4 separate regions of the Mus musculus genome follow, and all the other regions are linked to region 1. Evidence: chromatin contacts called from public HiChIP or PLAC-seq data. All regions are on one chromosome and are shown on one strand. The core of a region is the stretch at or near the end of the contact, and the rest is flanking DNA. Distances in the headings are between cores, read along the strand shown.

The links. HiChIP or PLAC-seq counts read pairs in DNA pulled down with a chosen protein or histone mark.
Region 2: an H3K4me3 HiChIP or PLAC-seq map of embryonic stem cells shows a contact between it and region 1, with 33 read pairs. The contact joins the promoter of Kin here to the enhancer-like site in region 1. A contact is called at or near these places in 12 of 39 promoter capture datasets (3T3-L1-derived adipocytes, cranial neural crest, embryonic stem cells and 5 more), 38 of 484 Hi-C or Micro-C datasets (CD4 single positive thymocytes, CD8 T cells, the G1E-ER4 cell line and 29 more), 38 of 115 datasets of contacts at active chromatin or transcription factors (CD8 T cells, the NIH/3T3 cell line, the SCID.adh cell line and 24 more) and 2 of 9 other capture datasets (adipose tissue and liver).
Region 3: an H3K27ac HiChIP or PLAC-seq map of trophoblast stem cells shows a contact between it and region 1, with 6 times the contacts expected there. The contact joins two enhancer-like sites. A contact is called at or near these places in 1 of 39 promoter capture datasets (embryonic stem cells), 5 of 15 datasets of contacts at CTCF or cohesin (CD8 T cells, the NIH/3T3 cell line, embryonic stem cells and 1 more), 130 of 484 Hi-C or Micro-C datasets (the 63-12 cell line, 8-cell embryo, B cells and 81 more), 22 of 115 datasets of contacts at active chromatin or transcription factors (the 230-238 cell line, CD8 T cells, the NIH/3T3 cell line and 14 more) and 4 of 9 other capture datasets (adipose tissue, embryonic stem cells, macrophages and 1 more).
Region 4: an H3K27ac HiChIP or PLAC-seq map of trophoblast stem cells shows a contact between it and region 1, with 4 times the contacts expected there. The contact joins two enhancer-like sites. A contact is called at or near these places in 18 of 39 promoter capture datasets (the 3T3-L1 cell line, 3T3-L1-derived adipocytes, the C10 cell line and 12 more), 3 of 15 datasets of contacts at CTCF or cohesin (CD8 T cells, the NIH/3T3 cell line and large pre-B cells), 40 of 484 Hi-C or Micro-C datasets (CD4 T cells, CD8 T cells, the CH12 cell line and 25 more), 8 of 115 datasets of contacts at active chromatin or transcription factors (PVALB interneurons, bone marrow-derived dendritic cells, craniofacial prominence and 5 more) and 4 of 9 other capture datasets (adipose tissue, embryonic stem cells, liver and 1 more).

What each region holds. Positions count from the first base shown.
Region 1 is chr2:10,298,828-10,301,992 of GRCm38.p6, reverse strand. No RefSeq gene overlaps it. Among named protein-coding and RNA genes, the nearest start is that of Gm31496, 7.2 kb to the left of the region's middle. Within about 2 kb of position 1,547, at least 63 of the 459 cell types and tissues checked have an H3K27ac peak or open chromatin away from gene starts, as enhancers often do. A contact at or near this core is called in cerebral cortex, craniofacial prominence, embryonic fibroblasts and 7 more, where this site is marked.
Region 2 is chr2:10,079,082-10,082,246 of GRCm38.p6, reverse strand. Kin (Kin17 DNA and RNA binding protein) reads right to left here and starts at 1,635. Exons shown (of 5, transcript NM_025280.2): 1 at 1,503-1,635. The coding sequence starts at 1,616. Atp5c1 (ATP synthase, H+ transporting, mitochondrial F1 complex, gamma polypeptide 1) reads left to right here and starts at 1,737. Exons shown (of 10, transcript NM_020615.4): 1 at 1,737-1,899. The coding sequence starts at 1,844.
Region 3 is chr2:10,102,699-10,105,863 of GRCm38.p6, reverse strand. It overlaps Itih2 (inter-alpha trypsin inhibitor, heavy chain 2), which reads left to right. Exons shown (of 21, transcript NM_010582.3): 13 at 59-244; 14 at 583-722; 15 at 2,910-3,079. Among named protein-coding and RNA genes, the nearest start is that of Kin, 24 kb to the right of the region's middle. Within about 2 kb of position 1,738, at least 1 of the 459 cell types and tissues checked has an H3K27ac peak or open chromatin away from gene starts, as enhancers often do. A contact at or near this core is called in trophoblast stem cells, where this site is marked.
Region 4 is chr2:10,137,404-10,140,568 of GRCm38.p6, reverse strand. No RefSeq gene overlaps it. Among named protein-coding and RNA genes, the nearest start is that of Itih2, 8.3 kb to the right of the region's middle. Within about 2 kb of position 1,553, at least 7 of the 459 cell types and tissues checked have an H3K27ac peak or open chromatin away from gene starts, as enhancers often do. A contact at or near this core is called in trophoblast stem cells, where this site is marked.

The sequences.
Region 1 (3,165 bases), core at 298-2,797:
GACAGTGTCCGGAAGTCCTTCAAAATTGTCCTCTGCTTGTCCTGTCCTAAGGGAGGCTCTGGTAATTTTCCTGCCAGACTCAGGGCTCCTGTGGTCAGCTTTTGTCTCTGTGTTACCTCTCCTCAAATTATCTCAGCAAGTTTTGCAGGAAGCCGTTGCATCACAATGAAGCCAGATTGTCCCCTCAAGCAAAACTGATGTCCCCAGAGCCAGCAGAACCCTGTAGAACCAGACCTGAGATAAGGATTAAGCAGAAAACAGCTTGGCCAAGACTTCTTCTCCATTATACTCTGGGTCCCTGCTTCTCCCCCCTCTTCAACAGCCATAGGTATTATCAAAAACCCAAGGAAAGGGCCACCCCTCTTGCCAGAAGGGCCGTCTGACTCATTCCTTTTTCTCCTTCTCCACCCCCCCCCCCCCACTCCACTGTGACCAAATAAGGTCAACTTCATCAGTACCTCAGAGTCAAGACTCCTGCCTAGGAACCAGCAAAACAGGAATGTGGACTAAAGAATGTTCGAGTTAGTTTTCTCTGGATACAGCCGTCCTTACAGCCTAGAAAAATGACAAGTTAATGGAAAGACATTTTCTTCTGTAGTTAAAAAGACAATAAAAATTAAATAAATAATTAAAAAAAGAGAAAGTCTAGAAAAATTCATGTGAGAATTGGCCACAGGAAATTTAACATGCTTTAATAGATATATTGATTTAGGTTTTACATTTTAATATTTTCATGTTCATAATGCCCGTTAATCTTGTCAACTTGTTGGAATTTAGAGTCATGTGGACACAAACCTAAGCGTATGCCGGGAGGAATTTTCTAGACTAGGGAGATTGAGACGGAGAAGACACACCCCAACATTGCTTAAACTGGGCTCTTAGAGCAAAAAAAGGCAAAAGACAGCAGCATTGTCTCTCCTGAGTCCCCACTGTGGACACCACGTGACCAGCTGCCGCGTGCTCCTGCGCCATCACCTCCCTGGGACAGCGCCCTGGAGCTGAGAGCTGGGAGAAGCCCGCCCTTCCTTAACTAGAGCCATGTGACCAGCTGCTGTGCTGATGCGCCATAAGCTCCGTAAACTCCCAGGGACCGGTGCCCTAGAGCTGGGAGCTGGGGGCTGGGAGCTGAGAGAAGCCTTTCCTTGAGCCAGCCAGCCAGCCAGCCTGTCTGCCTGCCTTAGCTATTGTCACAGCAGCAAGGAAAGTGACCAGTGCAGTACTCTAAACTTGAGTTTTAAAATGGTTTGGAAACGGAACTGTGAAGAAATTAGTAATAATGACACTGAACTAAAACTAAAATCATATTTTTCCCTCTTCTCACTTCACATTTTACAAATTGGATCACAGAATATTAAGTAAAAGAGGAAATCTTGTAATTCCATTATTCCATTAAATAGACTGAAACAAAATTAAAATGGATAATTTAATTTTCATTTGTTTTCATCTAATCCCGATCAGACCCATAAAATATTTTACACTCATAATCGCCATCAGAATTTTGAGTTGTTTTTCCCTGTGTTTCATTTATGAGAACTAGCCACGAGGGGGCGTTGTGGGCAGCCACGTGCACTGCCTTGACCCTCTTGCTACAGGAAGAGAAGCTGAGATACTTGCAAGCAGTGTTTTCTACAGCAGACTAAAGAGATCTTCCCTAATTTTTCTGTTCTCCTTCGTGCCATGTTCTTACACAGTACCTGGCCGACAGGAAGAACAGATGTGAACACTTGTTGACAATACCTGAGTCAAAATCAAAGCTGAGCTTATATGTCGTCATCTATCTGGTCCGTTTGTTAGCCAAGTGCCTGCCTGATCATATCTACCCAAACCAGGTATGAGTAAAATGTGGCTAAGAATTCTGCTAACTGAGCCACATCTCCAGCCTGACGATTGCTTTCTATGCAGTCATGATTTATCAATCCGCAGAACAACCAGAATTAAAGACATCAACACCAAGTGTTATCCTAACAGATTCCACTCGTCGACTGACCAATATTTCATGAACTTCATACAGAAAACTAGCATGGACTGTATTGTCAGTATCTATTTAAAGATATTCCTGTTATAAAGATGTATCAGAACTTATACAAGGTCAAACAACAAAAGCGCCTACTTTAGCCATTCAGAAGAGGCCTGCTCGATAATTTCTTAAATGTGCTTTTACTATGCCTATGTCGTTGTCCCACTCAGCATTGTCCGTTGGGTGTTAAGCACATCACTACACTATTCAACAGGGGCCCAGCTCTGTGTAATGGCTTGTTTCCCATGCACTGATAAATGTATTGCTTTTTAACAACATGTTGTTGTGGCCTTAGAGAGTTCCAGCTTCAACAATGTACATTGTGTTTATCCCCCGTCCCCCCATGTAGACAGCAGGAATGGGATCAATAAAGGAAAAGCATAATGGCTTTCCCTGCTTTATTTTAGTAGGTTATCTGATACTGTTTGCTGTTTTAGTCTTAGTCAATATTGGTGTCTCTGGGGGAGGTGGTGGGGACAGTGACTCTCCCCTCAACTCATTTCCTTTCAATGTTAAGCATAAAGCCAGTCAAGACAAAGGACACGAGGCGCTGGGGATTTAAAAGCAGTCCTTGAACCAATGACAGCTCAACCTAGTTTCTGTCACAGTGATGCTCTTTGCCCTTCCTGGGACTATGCTTGACTCTGTCCCACAAGCGTGTGGCCCCGAGGGTGAGGAAAGCAGGGTCAGTTTCTACAGAGGGCAACATGGCCACATCCCTTAGCTGAGGCTTTGCAGTGTCTCACGAACAGCTCAGGAACAGGTTTGAAAGGTCGGGACAGCAAAGTCTGCTGTAGTAGCAAACATACAAAGCAGAGGGGCTTCTTGGACTAGAGTCCGGATCTCTCATGTTGTAGTAAGGAACTGGGTTGTGGGGTACCGTGCATCTCCCCTCCTCATCTCTGAAAGTTTGCACCCCTACCTTCCCCTTCTGGCTGGATTTCCACAAGCGTGGATTCTCCACCTGAAATTGGAGAGGCAGAGATTCTACACAGAATAGTTGCTTTCACATCGTGTTTCCTGGGCTTCTAAGCTTTTTTTCTGGGCTTAGTAAACCAGACTGCCACCATTATAAGGACACTGGTGTCTAAGGCAGTCACATGTCTTCATCAATTAAAACTCCAACTGTTCCCCAGGAATCAACAGCA
Region 2 (3,165 bases), core at 386-2,885, 220 kb after region 1:
AAAAAGAACTGAGCTGAGTGGTGATGGAGCACACCATTAATCCCAGCATTTGGAAGGTCGAGGCCAGCCTGGTCTACAGAGAGAGTTCCATGACAGCCAGGGCTACACTGAGAAACCCTATCGCAAAAAACAAAAGAAACAATAAATAAGAAAGAAATGAGTGTAAGTAAGTCAGAGTTTTGAAGCTGGACAATGGCGTTGCACACCTTTAGTCCCAGCACTAAAAAGGCAGAGACAGATATCTATGAGTTCAAAACCAGCCTGGGCCTGGTTCACTGAGCAAGTTCCAGGACAGCCAGGGCCACACAGAGAAACCCTGTCTTAGAAAAACAATAACATGCACAGAGTTTTGCAATCCAGTCAGTGGCAGTGGGACTGGGTTCAGTCTGTGATGACTTACTAAGAAGGTGGCATAAGGTCAGTAAGATGGCTCAGTGGCTAAAGGCGCTTGGTGCCAGATGTGACAACATGACTTCAATCCCAGGACCCTCAAGCTGGAAGGAAATAACCATTTACATGTGGCCCTTTGATCTCCGTATGGATGTATCTGTTTGGTGCAGCATGCACACATGCATAAACACATACACCAAAATAAGATAACAGAAATATGACGCAGTGCATGAGGGCTCAGTGGTAGAGCATTTGCCAGGCATACATAAGACATTAAACAAAACTTGTAGCACTGCTTAATAAACAACCTCTCTGGTCCCCATCGCCACCACAAGACTACCAAGAAAGTATTAATATAAAGTAGGGTGGTGTATATCTCTGATATCAACCAGCACTTGGGAAGCAGAGGCAGGTCTATCTCGTTTTTTGGCCAGCCTGGTGAGGTCCAGACCAGCCAAAGTTACATACTGAGATACTGTCTCTAAAACAAAAATATGTATCAGATAATGTACAAGAATTTTTATTAGTTCTGTTATATTGGTGGCATTTTGGCATTAATTGAAAAGATAATACGATTACTTGTTATGTTGATTACACAATTAAGTCTTCAAGGGTGAAGGTATACTGATATTCATATATTTATATAATTTACTATATGATGTAAGCAAATATGGAAAAACACTTAGCGGTCACTCCTAGGTGCGATGGACTGCACGCCTGTACCTTTGGGAACCCACATACTGAAACTATAGGATAGCAGTAGCAAGTCGGGAATGAAGCATTTATGTCATGGAGAGTTCTTCTCTCCATGAAAAAACTCGGCGACAATCTTGCCGGTGGGTACAACTATTACCTCTACTTTACCAGTAGTGGCCAAGCCCATGTCACTATTAAGCGGAGCAACTTGAGTTCCTCGTCTTGACCGACCGACCCCACCAGGGAAGTCTAAATGTAAAACCTCAGTGCTCAGCCTAGCGATTGTAAGCGATCAGTGAGTGCTTGTCTGCGACCACTTCTCGTGGAGCTGGAGGGCTTCGCGCCGAGCTGGGGAAGACTGCGCCGGAGAGGGCTCCAAGCCGAGGGAGGGGTCGCGGCCAGCCTGAGTCACTTACCTCGTCGCGGCATTGCTTTTGGCACATCTGGCAGTACCAGCGAAGCTTCTGGAGCCCTTTGGACTTAATTCTATTGGCGATGGCCTTGGGGCTCAGAAAATCCGACTTGCCCATGGCGACCCTGAGCGCTACAACTACAAAGCGGTCGGAAGCGGAACTGGCTCAGCGCGGGGACAGGCGGGACCGAAATTGACAGCAGGAAATGGGTGGGGCCAGGGAACTCGCGGCTTCGGCGCTCACGAGATTTAGCGAGACCGAGGACGCAGGCGGAGCGGGCCGGGGCGCCTGAGCTCCCGCGCACGCGCACTGAGTCCCGTCTGCCCGACCTTCAAGGCTCCACCATGTTCTCGCGGGCGAGCGTTGTCGGGCTGTCGGCCTGCGCCGTGCAGCCGCAATGGTAGGACCACATCGGGAGGGATGCGGGGGCTCGGGCTTGCTGCGAGGCAGGAGGGATGGAGCTGCATGCTCACTCCTGGCGGAAGAAGGCCCCAGCTCAGGCCGCGGGGATGTCTGCAGAGCTGGAAGGTTGCGTGCCGGACCCCTGGTAGGGGTCAAAGAGAACAAGGTCACGGTCTGATCCCCTGAGACTGGAACGGCCATCCGGGACCTCGGGACCCGGACGGGATTCGGGTTGAGCTTTGGAGCCATCTGGGTTTCGATCAACTCCGTACTTCCGCTCCGTACCCGGGAGCACAGCTTGCAAAGTCTTTAGAAAGGCCCTGAAGGTGAAGGGGCGACCGGGGAACGTTTGGTTGTAACTTTTGGCTTTGAAGCCCTGTGAAACACTGCACGGGGGAGCAGCGTGACCCTTTAAGGTGTGATGGCTTGCTTGAGCTCTTTGGTAAGGCATTCACTGTGTAGCCATCCGACTCTTTGCTGGGTACTGGAGAAACGAAGGAACTCAAAATCAGCCCCCGCCTGAACCTGCTGGTCGCCTTGGTGCTAAAGGGGTTTAAAAAAATCTGCCGATGAGGAAGAGAAAGACATTGCCATTGTCATCATGCCCTCGTGTTGAAGTACAATCTCTGCAAGGTCATAAAACTGTCCCAAGGTCCCTCGGTAGGAGGAGGAGGCCTTAATACAGTTACATTTGTTAGCCTCCATTTGATAAAGGGATACCATAAGGTTGGGCGACTTTAAATACTAATCCTCTGTGCAAAATAAAATAGTTGTATATTAGAATGCCCAGGGAAGGTCAGGTAAAACGTGACTTATGGGTGACGTTGTATAATAACATGAACTACTTTGAAGCTAGACTGCTAGAAGAACTGGTGCTAAGGAGATTGTTAACTGTGGACAGTGTTTTAGTGGTTCCTTGTTTTTATGGTACAGAGGATTATTAAGGCGCTCCAGCACTGAACTAGGGTTTTGTAACCTAGGTTAGAGAACTGCCAAGAACTAGTTGAAATAGTTCTTTCATTAAGCAAAGAATTTGTAGCAATATGCTAAGACTCCAAAGTAGTGAGGCAATTAAATACGATAGATATGAACTATGTATTGGAAGAATGTTGGTGGTGCACACCTTTGATCTCAGCAACTCAGGATGCAGAGGCAGGTGGGTGTCTGAGTTCTGGGCCAGCCTAGTCTGCAAAAGGAGTTCCAGAGAATGTGTGTGTGTGTGTGTGTGTGTGTGTGTGTGTGTGTTCGTTCAGATGTTGTTAGA
Region 3 (3,165 bases), core at 489-2,988, 200 kb after region 1:
GGTATGAAAATAACTGTTTGTGTTGGTTTTTTTTTTTTTCCTTTCCTATGACTTCTAGAAATTTTACAACCAGGTCTCTACTCCACTGCTCAGAAATGTTCAGTTTAACTACCCGCAGGCATCAGTAACAGATGTCACCCAAAACAATTTCCACAACTACTTCGGAGGTTCTGAGATCGTGGTGGCAGGGAAATTTGATCCCAGCAAACTGACAGAAGTCCAGAGCATCATCACGGCAACTTCGGTACTTTTGCTTCGCTGCTTATTCTAGAAATACTAACTGGTCCCCTGGTGCACTCCGTCTCTGTGTTAACAAGCTAACATTCTGCTTCCCCCAGCACTTGCGTAGAACAGAAGCAAGAGTTCAAAAAGAAGGCGTGGTGCATCTCTGCCATCTTTTCAACCATTCTCTAAGAACCTCATTTTTTTCACCCAAACCCAAGCCCAGTCTCTGGAGTTTGTGCACTAAGCCTATCCAGTCAAGGCTCTCTTCCTTGTATAACCCCCAAGTGCATTTACAGCAGATGAGTTGACTGTAATTCTGATCCTGGATGTTCTTTAACTGATGCTCCCATTGTCCAGGCTAACACAGAATTGGTCTTGGAAACCCTGAGCCAGATGGATGACTTGGAGGAGTTTCTGTCAAAGGACAAGCATGCAGACCCTGACTTCACCAAGAAGCTGTGGGCCTATCTCACCATCAACCAACTACTAGCAGAGAGGTAAGGCAAGACGAGCGTACACCATGAAAATTTATAAACATGAAATGTCTATCTACAATATTTGAGGTCAGGGATGGGGATGTAGCTTAGCATGAAAGCCTTTGCCTAGAACATACAAGACTCTGGGTACAATTCCCATACTTCCAACCAAACAGCAAATGGGACATTTGAAATCATGAACAAGGAGTATTTGGAACCAAGAAAGGTATCAAATTAATGGAGGGATTGGATTATTACTGACTTGTTCACAGCACTCTAATGAAAGCTGAGTTATTTCTTCTTCTCTTTTCTCCTTCCTCCTCCTCCTCTTCCTCCTCCTCCTCTTCCTCCTCCTCCTCCTCCTCCTCCTCCTCCTCCTCCTCCTCCTCCTCCTCCTCCTTGTCCTTGTTTTTTGATTAAAATGGAACGAGGAGCCTGAAGACACAACTCAGCAACTGTCTGCTCTTCCAGAGGACTGGGTGCAACTCTCAGCACCCACGTGGCACCTCTAACTTCAGTTCAGGGAATGTAGTGCCATCGTCTGGTATCTGTGGGCACTGCACATGTGTGGTACACAGAAACATACATGCAGACAAAACGCCTGTATACATTTTTAAAAAGTTAAAATGTTTAAAATTTAAATGCAACATATGTGAGACGTTGGGAGTGCATGGATTTGAAGTATGTGGTTTATATACATGTATGTATACACATATACATTGAAGATATCTATATCTGTCTGTATATGTATACCTATACTTGTATCTATCCTCTCTATCTCTATACCACCTGTATCTATGACCATTCTGCTATAAATGCTAGAACTACTGAAGGTCGCCTTGCTCTCCTTTACTGCATCCAGAGGAAGCCACTGCTTTTGCCTCGTATCATCATTGATTGGTTTTGTCTGTTGCTAAAACCATACACAGCCATACAACCCCTTTCTGACTTTCACTCAGCCGGATGACTGTTAGGTTCAGCCATGTTGCTGTGCATGTCAATAGTCCATTTGCATTTGACTGTGTGGCTACAATGCCCCCAAGGAACGGCTCTTTGATACTTAGGCCATCACTGGCTTCTCAGCTGAGCTGCATTTCAAAGCCCTAACATCACATCCTGTTATTAAAAAAACACTTGCACCAGAGCCTCATGGGGATAGTTGATAAAACTCATTGCAAAGCTCTCACCCGACCTGCTGGGTAGGATCCTCAGGAAGATGGACCAAGGTCACTGAACTAGATTATAAGGACGATCATATAACGGAACTCCCAGAGAAGATTCCTGATGTCATTAAGGTTCTATTTAAAAAATACACGTAGCTATAAGCTGTGGTTTTGAAGCAAGAAAGAAATAATCCTGTCCCTTGGACAGAAGTACATTGGCTCTACTCAAAAGCATAAAGAAGTTGCTCTGGACATTAAATATTGGTTTGTAAAGCCCTGTAGGAAGATCAGTGGTTTCTAGGATTTCAGGGAATGTGTAGAATGGAACATTTCTGCAACGATAGGTCTGTCGTATCTACTCACGAGATATACACGCAAATGCCAGTGTAAGCCACTTACCTGTATGTCAATACACCTGTATATGCTTCACCTGTGGTCACACATGCACACAAGAACATCTGTACAAGACATCTGTAATCCAGGAGGCTACGGGTCGGTAGGGTACGTGGAGACACTCTCAGTACCTTTCACTCAATTTCACCATGAACCTAAAACTATTCTGAAAGATAAAGTCTTTAAAACTGATCCCTTGGGGGCAGTGAGGTGGCTCAGCAGATGAACCTGCTTGTGGCAAGGCGTGTCCACCTGAGTCTGTTCTTGAGCTCCTACACCATGGCAGGAGCGAAGCAACCCACACAAGTTGTTCTCTGACTTTCACACAGGCATTAGGGCACATGTGTGCATTCACACACACACACACACACACACACAGAGGCGTGCATGCACTCACGCACATATATATATACATGCATACAGACATGCATACATAAAGCAAGAAAACACCATTTCAAAAACTAGAGACCACATGGCTGGATAAACTACTGAGGCTCATGAAACCAGTTGGTTCTGTTTCTCTCTTGTCTTAGGCATCCCCACTCTGTGCTCAGGTGTTGGGTGACTATCAGAAGGGGGAGTAAAGAGGTTTGGGGCCCAAGTTCACCCTGGTATATGGTGATGTTCTTCAATATCTACCCTCTGAATGCAGAAGTCTGGCTCCTACTGCTGCCATCAAAAGGAAAATCACCAAAACAATCCTGCAGATGTCTCTAGACCATCACATCGTGACTCCGCTTACTGCCATGGTGATAGAGAATGATGCTGGAGATGAACGCATGCTGGCTGACTCCCCGCCACAGGACCACTCCTGCTGCTCAGGTCAGTACTTGGGTCCTTATGGGGCAACAAGATGGAGTGGCCTTCTTGTCTTGTGTTGATGTCCCATCTCCCATCCACTTTTTGCT
Region 4 (3,165 bases), core at 304-2,803, 160 kb after region 1:
CATCGGTAGTAAGTTCTTAATAACCTCCTCTCCAGCTTCATACTTGGATGGTAGCCATACCCTCTCCAGCTTTGCCTTATTGAACTGTGTGTTCAGATTATATGCTCAGGATATAGTTTTAAAATCTTTGTTCCACCAGCCTTCAATGTCCTCCTTGGGAACACTGTCCATTTCCTTGGAGACAGTCTGCTGTTGGCCCAGAGCTCATCGATTACACTAGACTCTCTGGACATGGAGTTCCAGAGACATTCCTGCCTCTCCTTTCCCAGCACTGTTATTATAAGAACCAGTTCATTGTGCTTACAAGGCGAATAGTTTACCAACTGAGCTATCTCTCAAGCCGTCATTCTATTCTCCTGGTTAGACTTCTTGAAACAACTGGCCCTATAGTTAACCAGATGAAAATTCATTGCATTTTCTCTTATATCACCCATAAGAAACATTTTTAAATTAAATCTGTACTATGACAAACCTGTGTCTTTATCTTAAAAACATCATAGTAAAGTGATATAAAATTACTTCAATGTAATGTCAAGCACTAGTTATTTGGGCAGCAAATCTCCCCGTATTATTTGTAAGTTCCATAGTCAGGAGGATTTGTCTATGATGTAACAGCAGAGTTTATGAGTTATGTGTGACAACTCATAAATTTGTCTATTGACAAATTACTTTGCCTCTGAGGGCCTGACCAAAAAGAGGCCACAGCTCTGGCTTCAGTGTAACCCCAACTGCAATTCCCTCTGAAAATCTTTGATTCCTCTCCTTCTTCACCCTTAAGCACATCTTGAAAGAACTCTCTTGCTTGGCTTGCTTTCCTAGATCCCCTTCTGTCTTCTTCCTGAACTTGGGGCCCAGACTGTCCTCTTCTCCCTTCTTTGCTCTACTGACCATGATTAAATAGTTTGTGTGTATGTTTACTTGGTTTTAGTACCAAGAATGAGACACAGGGCCTGCAGTATGCTAGGCAGCATTCTGCTACTAAGCTGTACCTTCCACCCTATAGTCGGAGTCTAGAACATCAGACAAAGACCTGTGGGTTGAATTTTTTGGCATGATTTGGAGGAGGTGGAATGTTTATAGGAGTGTTTTGAGGGGAGGAGTTTAGGTCATTGTATGTATTGGTTACTCACTTCTGAAACATAGGATGTGACAAAGAGACTTAGCAGAGGAAAGACTTACCTGGCTCACAGTTTGAAGGGAACACAGTTCATCATGGTAGAGAAGGCTTAGCAGCAGAAAGGAGATGCAGCTGTTCACATTGCTTCTATAGACACAAAGCAGAGAGAGACGAATGCTGAATACACGCCTGCTTTCTGCTTTATCCTCAGTCAGAGACTCCAGTCCGTGGAATAGCATTGCCCTCATTCAAGGTGGATCTTCCCACCCCACTTAACCTCTATAGAAATGCCCTCATAAACAAATCTAGAATTTTGTCTTCTAAATTCCCTCAAGTTAACAATAAAGATTAATCATCAGGTTGCAATGCCTTTGAAAGGTATGCAGTGACATTGCCCTACCCCCATCTTCTGGCTGACAGTACCATTTTCCTTTGCCTCAGGCTCCCACCAAGACACATTGCCTCGCCATGAGTCAAAGAACAATGGAGCCAATCAACCATGGATCCAAATCTCTGAAACTGTAAGACAAGGTAAAGCTTTTCCCCTGAAGAATCATCACTATTTTTTTACAATGATAGAAACAAAAACAACCCCATACTGATCCTTTTTGCCCCGTGAGCTTCCAGCTTCATCTCCACTCCATATCAAGTGAGCCTCAGGCAAATTACACATACACACACACACACACACACACACACACACACACACACACACACACACAAATGCTCACACACCCACCTTGAATTCTTTCTTTTTTGAGTCACCAAGCATCTTTAGATTGTTTCTTATATATTTTTTCAAAGAAGACTCAAGCTCGCCAACTTGTTGTAATTTATAGACCCCAAGTTCTTTTTGAATATTGCGATGATCTAATAGTTATAAGTTAGAATCTCTTTCTACTCAGAACTTTCAGTAGAGCAGAGGAATTGGTCTGAGAAATGAATCATTAAATTCCTTTAGCACAGCCTTGCTGGCTCTGTCTTTCTTTGGGTTTATATCCCCATTGCACGCTTTACTCTTTTCAGTTTGATGTTGTATTGCAAGGAAACAAGCCAAATAAACTGTTGACTGACATTAAGCCATCTTTGCTGGGTTGCCCATCTCTTTATTTCTCTTAATTCTATCCTGTATGCTTCAAACACAGTTTGTATGTGGTCCTATGTACAGAGGCCCGAGGTCGAGCTTCCTCCCATTATTCTCTGCTCACTTGCTGTGAGATTAAAGCTCACTGAGTTGGCTAAGCTAGCTGGACAATGGGTTTCAGGAATCTGCCTGTTCTGTCCCCAGTTCTAGGATTACAGGAGCCTGCACAGCCACTTTCTGCCTTTTCTGTGGGTTCTGAGCTCTGACTCCGGTTCACATGCTTGCCCAGTAGTACTTATTGTTAGTAATTATTATGTTTCCTTGTGACATGTCATATATGCATATCCTTATACTTTATTCATATTTACTCTTGCCCCCTCCCCATCAACCTCCCTCCTATTCACTTGACTCTCTCCTCCCTCCCCAAATGGTCTCCCCTTTGGCTATTCATTTTATTTATATTTATCTTGAGATTATAACACAACTATAATTTTACTTCCCCATTCTCCCTCCAAACCCTCCCATATACCCCTTCCCACTCCTTCAAATCCATGGCTTCTTTTTTCATTAGTTGTTACTGTGTGATGTGTGTGCACATATGTGTGTGCACATATATGTGCATGTTCCTAACTATAACCTGCTCAGTCCTACAACGTTGCTTTTATGTATGTTTTTAGGGCTGTCCATTTGGTACTGGACACCCAGTTGCTGTGCTCTTCTCTGAGGAAGGCCACCTCTCTTCCTCCCAGCTCTCCTTTAAGCATCCCTCAGCTGCCTATAGTTCTCAGAGTTGAAGCCTCATGCACTTTTCCCTGTAGAATTTGTCACATGCACTGATGTCATCATTGCTCAATTCATGTTTGGGCAATCCATGTTGGGTGTAGTTTCTGACGACACTAGGTGACACAATTTCACAGCAGACTCACTGATCCTCTGGCTCTTGCAATTTTTCTGCCCTTTCTTC